Regions from separate parts of the Pan troglodytes genome. Here region 1 is linked to region 2. Evidence: chromatin contacts called from public Hi-C data. All regions are on one chromosome and are shown on one strand. The core of a region is the stretch at or near the end of the contact, and the rest is flanking DNA. Distances in the headings are between cores, read along the strand shown. Region 1 holds the start of SERPINB1 (serpin family B member 1). Region 2 overlaps WRNIP1 (WRN helicase interacting protein 1).

Region 1 (3,350 bases), core at 612-3,111, 51 kb before region 2:
CAATGAACTTGGCTGAATTGTGTATATGTCCTAGTGTTTTCTGAATGGCAGAACTTAAAGGCAATAAACTAGGATATTTGATGGAAGAAATCTCTGAGCAAAGCGTTGAGAGTGCAGCATGGCTTCTCTTGACTGCTTGTAGTAAAATGTGAGCAGAGAGAATGAATTAAAGACGAAGTTTATAATCAAGAGGGAAGCAGAGCTTAAAGTTTTGGAAAATTCTCAGCCTGGCCATGTAAAGAATGAAAAGGCATGTTTGGGAGGGAACACCAAGAGCGCTGCCAGGTTCACATTTGATAATGAGATGAGTATGTGTAGAAGGAAGCCAGATGCTATTTATCAAGACAATGGAAGAATGAACCCAAAGGCATTTCTGAGGTTACTGGTGCTGGATTCTCATCCCTGTCCCAGAGTGCCAGGACCCTGAGGGCAGAATAGTTTTAAGGGAGGACTCAGGACACCATGGAACCTTGGGGCTTGCTGCCTAGGGCTGCCTCAAGTCTCTGCCCCCCCACCCCCCACATTCTGGTGCAGCACTCTTTGGCCACCATCCCAGGTGTGGCTTATGCAGGCCCTTGTCAGGCCACCCTTCCTGTAAGCCTTGGCAGAGTCCACGTGATGCTAACTCTGCAGGTGCACAGAGTGCACGAACTGTGGAGACACAGCCACCTCCACCTAGATTTTGAAGGATGTGTTGGGGACCCTGGGGGCCCAGTCTGAGAATTGTCACTGAGGTGAGGCTGCTGCAGAAAACCCTCACTAGGGCAATGTTTAGTCGAGCAGTGGGATTGGGGCCACTGCAGAGAGCCCCAACTAGAGTAATATCTAGTGGAGCTGTGGGAACAGGGCTGTCCCTGAGAACCCAGAACTGTCCAGCCACCAGCATGCAAGTCTATCCTGGGAGAGCCTAGACCTCAACCTGTGAGAGCTGCTGCATGTGTTGCACCTGGCAAATCCATGGGAGTGGATCCCCTGGACCCTAGGGGACCCAGTCCCCACCCCCATGTGCTCGGAATGGGGGACACAGCATCAAAGAAGATTATTCTGAAGCCCCAAGATTTAATGCTGTTTGCCTTGTTGGGTTTGGACTTACTTGGGACCAGATACTCCTTTCTTCTTGCCTGCTTCTCCCTTTGGGAATGGGAATGTACGTCCTATGCCTGTCTCACCACTGTATTTTGAAGGCCTGTAACCTATTTGATTTCACGGGCTCATAGCTGGAGGGGAATTTCACTTAGGATGAATTGTACTTTGAATCTTATGCCTTTCTAATTTAGAAGATATTTAGGTGACACTTTGGACTTACATTTTAAAGTTGATACTGGAACTTTGGAGGCCACTGGGATACAATGCATGCATTTTGCATGTGAGAGGGGTATGAATTTGGAGGGCCGGGGCAGAATGCTATGCTTTGAATGTCTGTGTTCCCTGCAAAATTCATGCTGAAACAATCCTCAATGCAATACTAACAGGTGGTGCCTTTAGGAGGTGATTGGATTATGAGGGCACCTTCCTCATGAATGGGATTGGCCCCTTATACGAGAGACTTCACATGAGATTTGGCCCCTTTTGCCCTTCCACTTTCCACCATTGAGGACGCAGCAGCAAGCTGTCATCTTGGAAACACAGAGCAGGTGTTTGGAACTGGTTCTGTTTCATCTGATTCTGGGGGGCCCCTCTTTTTCCCTGTGCAAGATCCCCAAATTTGCTTCCTTCTCTCAAAGAAAGCTCCCAATATAGATGGGACTCAAAGGGAGTCATTTGCCCTCTAAGAGGTGTCACAATATGTCGTCTCAGTCATTCACACCTTAGTAAGAAAAAGCTTTTCAGGTCCTTGCCAGAGATTCGGGGAAAGGCTTTGAACTGAGAAAGGCGCCGCTCCCCTGAGGAGGGCGCTGCCCGGAAGCCACGCTCACTTCTGCTTGCACTTAGGCAACCTCGGGAGCTCGGACTCCTACGCAGTCACCGGGAAGGGCCGCCGCCCCGCCCGCGGCTGCTGGCCCGGGTGACACTTCCGCATGCTATAAGAGCAGCGGCCCTTGGTGCCTCCTTCCTGACCTCGCACCCAGCTCGGAGCCCGGAGCGTGCCTCGGCGGCCTATCGGGTAAGGCCGGGCCTCGGAGCGGTGGCGCGGGGGCGGGCTGCGGGGAGAGGCCAGGCTCCCTCGCTCAGCTTCCAGCCCAGCACCCACCACCCCCCAGGCTCAGGCCCATCAGACCCGCAGCTCCCTGCGCTCCGCCTCCCCGCCAGCTTCGCGCCCCCATCCCTTCCGGGCGCCCCGTCTGAGACAGAAGACCTCTGATCCCCCGCCCCCGCCTGGGTACAGGCCGGGCCAGCCTGCGAGGGAGGGAGGGAGGGAGGGAGGGAGGAAGGACGACAGATGCAGGCGGAAGGCAAGACTGAAACCTGAGATCAGAATGTTGTCCCTTCTCCCTGAATTCCCTTCCCCCCAGAGCTGTTTGTGACAGTTTCCAGGCAGCCCAGGGCCAAGCCGCGGCTCCTATCTGCAGCTGCAGGGAGAGAGAGGAGGAACCCCGTGCGATTCTAGAGACGATTTCACGACAAGGAGAAATCAGCTCTGTGCTTACATGCCGAGCAGCCAGCACAGTTCTTCTTTGCCTGTCCTCGGGGGAAATCAGGGCTCTGAGAGTGGAGATCGAGATGGGCTAGTGGGTGGCGGATGGGACGCTGCACCGCCAGACCCTGGACTGTGGTGGGTTTCCAAACTGGCACATCCTACACCGGCTCTGAGACTGTGGGCACTGGACCTCATACCTTTTGAACCTCAAAAATAAGGAAGAATTATATTATTATAATAATTACAGTGATACCTTTGCTGGAGTTTTAATGCATAGTAGGTAGCTGAGTCTCTGATAGAAGGCTCTTAGTTCAGGTGAAGGTAGGCAATGGATTCATTGCCCAATGAATCAGAGACTTGAATCAAAGGCTCAGAAGCACGTGCGCTCCCACACATAGGTTGGGAGGACCCAGGGCTGGGTGGATCCTCCCACCCCGCTAAAGCTGGGGTGGCTGGGGCCTGCCTGACCCCCACCCCACCCCCAGACTCACCTGTCTGCAAGGTCAGAGCCCTTTAGGGCACCCTGGGTGCCCTAAAATCCCCTGTAACTGCGGAGTCCTTGGCCAGAATAGTTCCACATTTGTGGGCCTGGGAAAGTGTTCTTGCCCTGCTGGAATAAAAAAGCGGGGAGAAAGTACAAGATCCAGGATGCCTCAGGGCGGTTGGCAGAAATTGAGGAAGCTTCTGGAGAAATAGTGCTGCCTAATCTGCTGGCGTGGGCAGTGGGCACCATGGGGACCCTGTTCTGTGTTGCAGTTTTCACCATGGAGCA
Region 2 (3,207 bases), core at 108-2,607:
GCCTGTAATTCCAGCTACTCGGGAGGCTGAGGCAGGAGAACTGCTTGAATCCGGGAGGCAGAGGTTGCAGTGAGCCGAGATTGCACCACTGCACTCTAGCCTGGGCGACAGAGTGAGACTCCATCTCAAAAATAAAATAAAATATAATAAATAAATCCAGCTACTAGGTGTCTCGTGTGTCCTACCCTCTGTGGATGGCACGGCTGGTGGGGTGCAGCACAGGAAGGGTGCAGCTCCCTGGTGGTGGCTCCAACTCAACCATGAAAAGTCACACGCTAAGAGACTAATTCTGCATGTAAGAAATCATGTGAGGGGGTGAGAAACAGCAAGCTATAAACAGATGGTGTAGTCACACACACACACACACACACACACACACACACTCATTGGAAAAAATTCCCAAAGGACATACACTAAAATGTTTACAGTGGTTATCACTGAGAAAAAATATTAAATATTAAGGTTGATTTTTACTTTTATCTGCTTTTTTTTTTTTTTTGCATCTGCTCCTGTACCTATGTGCAATGATCATGTATTACTTTTGCAATCAGACAAATACATAAGCTGTACTTTAAAACTGTTTATTTATCTACCAGGTTAATGACAAATACTGAAACTCAGTCTTGGCCTGAACCTGGTGACCTGGAGCTGGTGGAAGGCCTGGTGAGAGACAGCTCAGACACTGGCTCACTCTCTCCTGGCTGAAGCCTGACTCCTGGTGGACAGAAACATCAGCGACAGACTTCTATTTTCAAACGTCTACATACACATCTTAGGGAAAGTTTATTTACCCCCTCATTTTGTCATTCAACAAATATGTACTGGTCACATTCTACATGCCAAGCATGATGGGAATGTAAAAATAAATTTGAGATGACGTCTTTGAGGAAAACGGCTTCTCTCTACTTTCGTTCGCATTTTCTTGTGTTTCAATAGTAGGGTATAGTGTGGTCGTTTTCTTCATGTAAGTCCTACTCCTCAGTTACAATTCAGTTTCTTTCCAGGTTGCTACTGAGAATGGAATATTCTTCTTGGTGTCTTTTCTGATTACAGTAGTGGCCCGGAAGCTATGGATTTTCATGGGTTGTTTCCATGTGGCCACTTTACTGGACTGTTAGCTGTTCGGACTCTTCTTCTTGGCTCTCAAGGTATACAATCACACAGAAAGAATTTTGTTTCTCCTGAAATAGAGCAGTAGTAGTTCTCATTTCAGAGATCTGTGCACACTGGGTATTCTCCACTCTTCTCGCCTGGCTTTTTAACCAGGGAAACTTCTGGTTGGTCCTGCTAGTGGGAGGGACTGGCAGGAGATGAGGGCAAGAGAGAGAGGATTCAGACCATGCATTTCCTCCTCCTACCCCCAGGTTCCCTACTCAAGAGGTGCAGCAGCTGCTGAGTTCTTTGCCTCCACTCAGGGCCGCAGTTCCTGTCTGAAGGCTGCCGGCCACCTCCTGCTCTCCCAGGGCTCCCTGCCTGCTCCCACCCCTTGCCTCTCAGGCCTTGCCAGGGAATTGCTTCTCACCTTGTGTTGGTCCCCTGAACCTCTCCTATACCTTTCTAATACTTGTGATCCCTGATTAAAAGTTTCTCAGTGGCCTGAGGGGATCATCTGCATCCTCCCCGGAGCCTGACTGGCTTTAGAGCTTCAAAACATTTAGTTTTAAATGATTGGTTTTTATGAAGATTTGTTAACTCTATTAAAAATATTTACTTCTGCTTGGTTTCTGCTTAAGTTATAAATGCCTTTGTGGGCTCAAACTGCCTGGAACTGCATCTATGAATGTGTAGTAGTGCTTTCAAACTGTAGTCGCTACACAAAGGTTAATTCATCAAAAAGTAACATATCCACGGCATTTATATGAAAGTATAGGAAATTCATCCTTTCTAATATAACATCAGTATCAAAAGGCCGGTTCTCTCATTTGGAATTAATTGATAACATTGTCCAGGTTTGATGACTTGTATCTGGAAAAGATGAGTTAACATCCATTCTTGTTGTAACAATTGGAACAAATCTCTGCAAGTCACTATTCTTACTGTTCTTAAACTCAGGTTTGGCTGTACGAGGGTGAACAAAACTACCAAATACACTTGGAACATAAGGAACAAATTGTGTTTGGTGGTTATGTTGCTTTTTCAGAATCAGTACATAACTTGTGATATTTATTTATTTACTTATTTATTATTATTTTTTAAGATGGAGTCTCACTCTGTCACTTAGCCTGGAGTGCAGTGGCGCGATCTCGGCTCACTGCAACCTCCACCTCCCAGGTTCAAGCGATTCTCCTGCCTCAGGCTCCTGAGTAGCTGAGATTACAGGTGTGCGCCACCACACCCAGCCAATTTTTATATACTTAATAGAGACGGCGTTTCACCATGTTGCCCAGGCTGGTCTCAAACTCCTGATCTCAAGTGACCTGCCCACCTCAGCCTCCCAAAGTGCTGGGATTACAGGTGTGTGCCACCGCACCTGGCCCGTAACTTGTGGTATTTAAATGGCATCATATGGAAGGGCTGCCCCCAATTGTTGAATACTACTGTAAACAGGCAAGAGATGTGCCTCCCTCACCAGAAACTCTGACTCACTGCGTTAGTTTTTCCCAGGGTTTAGCTAATGGTGTAAATTTTCAGTCATGCTCACTGCGGTATGTGAGAGGTATTCATTCAGGCAGTGAATATCTGCTTTAAAAACTTTAAAAATCTGCTTTCACATAATAAGATTCTTTGAAACCAAAAAACAAGCATTTGCAAACTTTCAAGCTTGATTTTACGATTACAGAAAGTTGGCTGCTCAGCGCCCCGCTGCTGGATACAGCAGGAAGTGTGCTGCAGGCTCTCCCCGGCACCGCGTGCTCCAGCACAGGCCCCGTGTCCACGTTACACACTGTGTTCAGGGCCGCATGTCTAATAGGATGATGGATCTCAAAAAGCCCTCATCACTTATTTGTTGGCTTGAGTTACGATGCTCACATATCGTCCTGGCATAAATTCACACCTGTGCCTTGACCACCACTGGGATCCGTCCCTTGGGAAACTGGCAGGAGTGAGTCATGACGGAAAAGCTTGTTGAGGAGTTAATGTCACCTCCAGTTACATCACAAGCACACTTCTTATTTGGAAGTAACTCCATCCCCCAACAAAATTTTTTGTTTTTGTTTTTGAGACGGAGCCTCGCTCTGTCGCCCAGGCTGGAGTGCAGTCGTGCGA

The links. Hi-C and Micro-C count contacts between places; a contact is called where the count stands out from the background.
Region 1: a Hi-C map of induced pluripotent stem cells shows a contact between it and region 2, with 1.6 times the contacts expected there. The contact joins the promoter of SERPINB1 here to the enhancer-like site in region 2. A contact is called at or near these places in 3 of 7 Hi-C or Micro-C datasets (blood, induced pluripotent stem cells and stem cell-derived neural progenitor cells).

What each region holds. Positions count from the first base shown.
Region 1 is chr5:8,786,490-8,789,839 of NHGRI_mPanTro3-v2.0_pri, reverse strand. SERPINB1 (serpin family B member 1) reads left to right here and starts at 1,861. Exons shown (of 7, transcript XM_003311015.7): 1 at 1,861-2,104; 2 at 3,335-3,350. The coding sequence starts at 3,343.
Region 2 is chr5:8,735,336-8,738,542 of NHGRI_mPanTro3-v2.0_pri, reverse strand. WRNIP1 (WRN helicase interacting protein 1) reads right to left here. Exons shown (of 6, transcript XM_016954808.3): 6 at 566-1,181. The coding sequence ends at 1,144. Among named protein-coding and RNA genes, the nearest start is that of WRNIP1, 25 kb to the right of the region's middle. Within about 2 kb of position 1,357, at least 6 of the 24 cell types and tissues checked have an H3K27ac peak or open chromatin away from gene starts, as enhancers often do. A contact at or near this core is called in induced pluripotent stem cells, where this site is marked.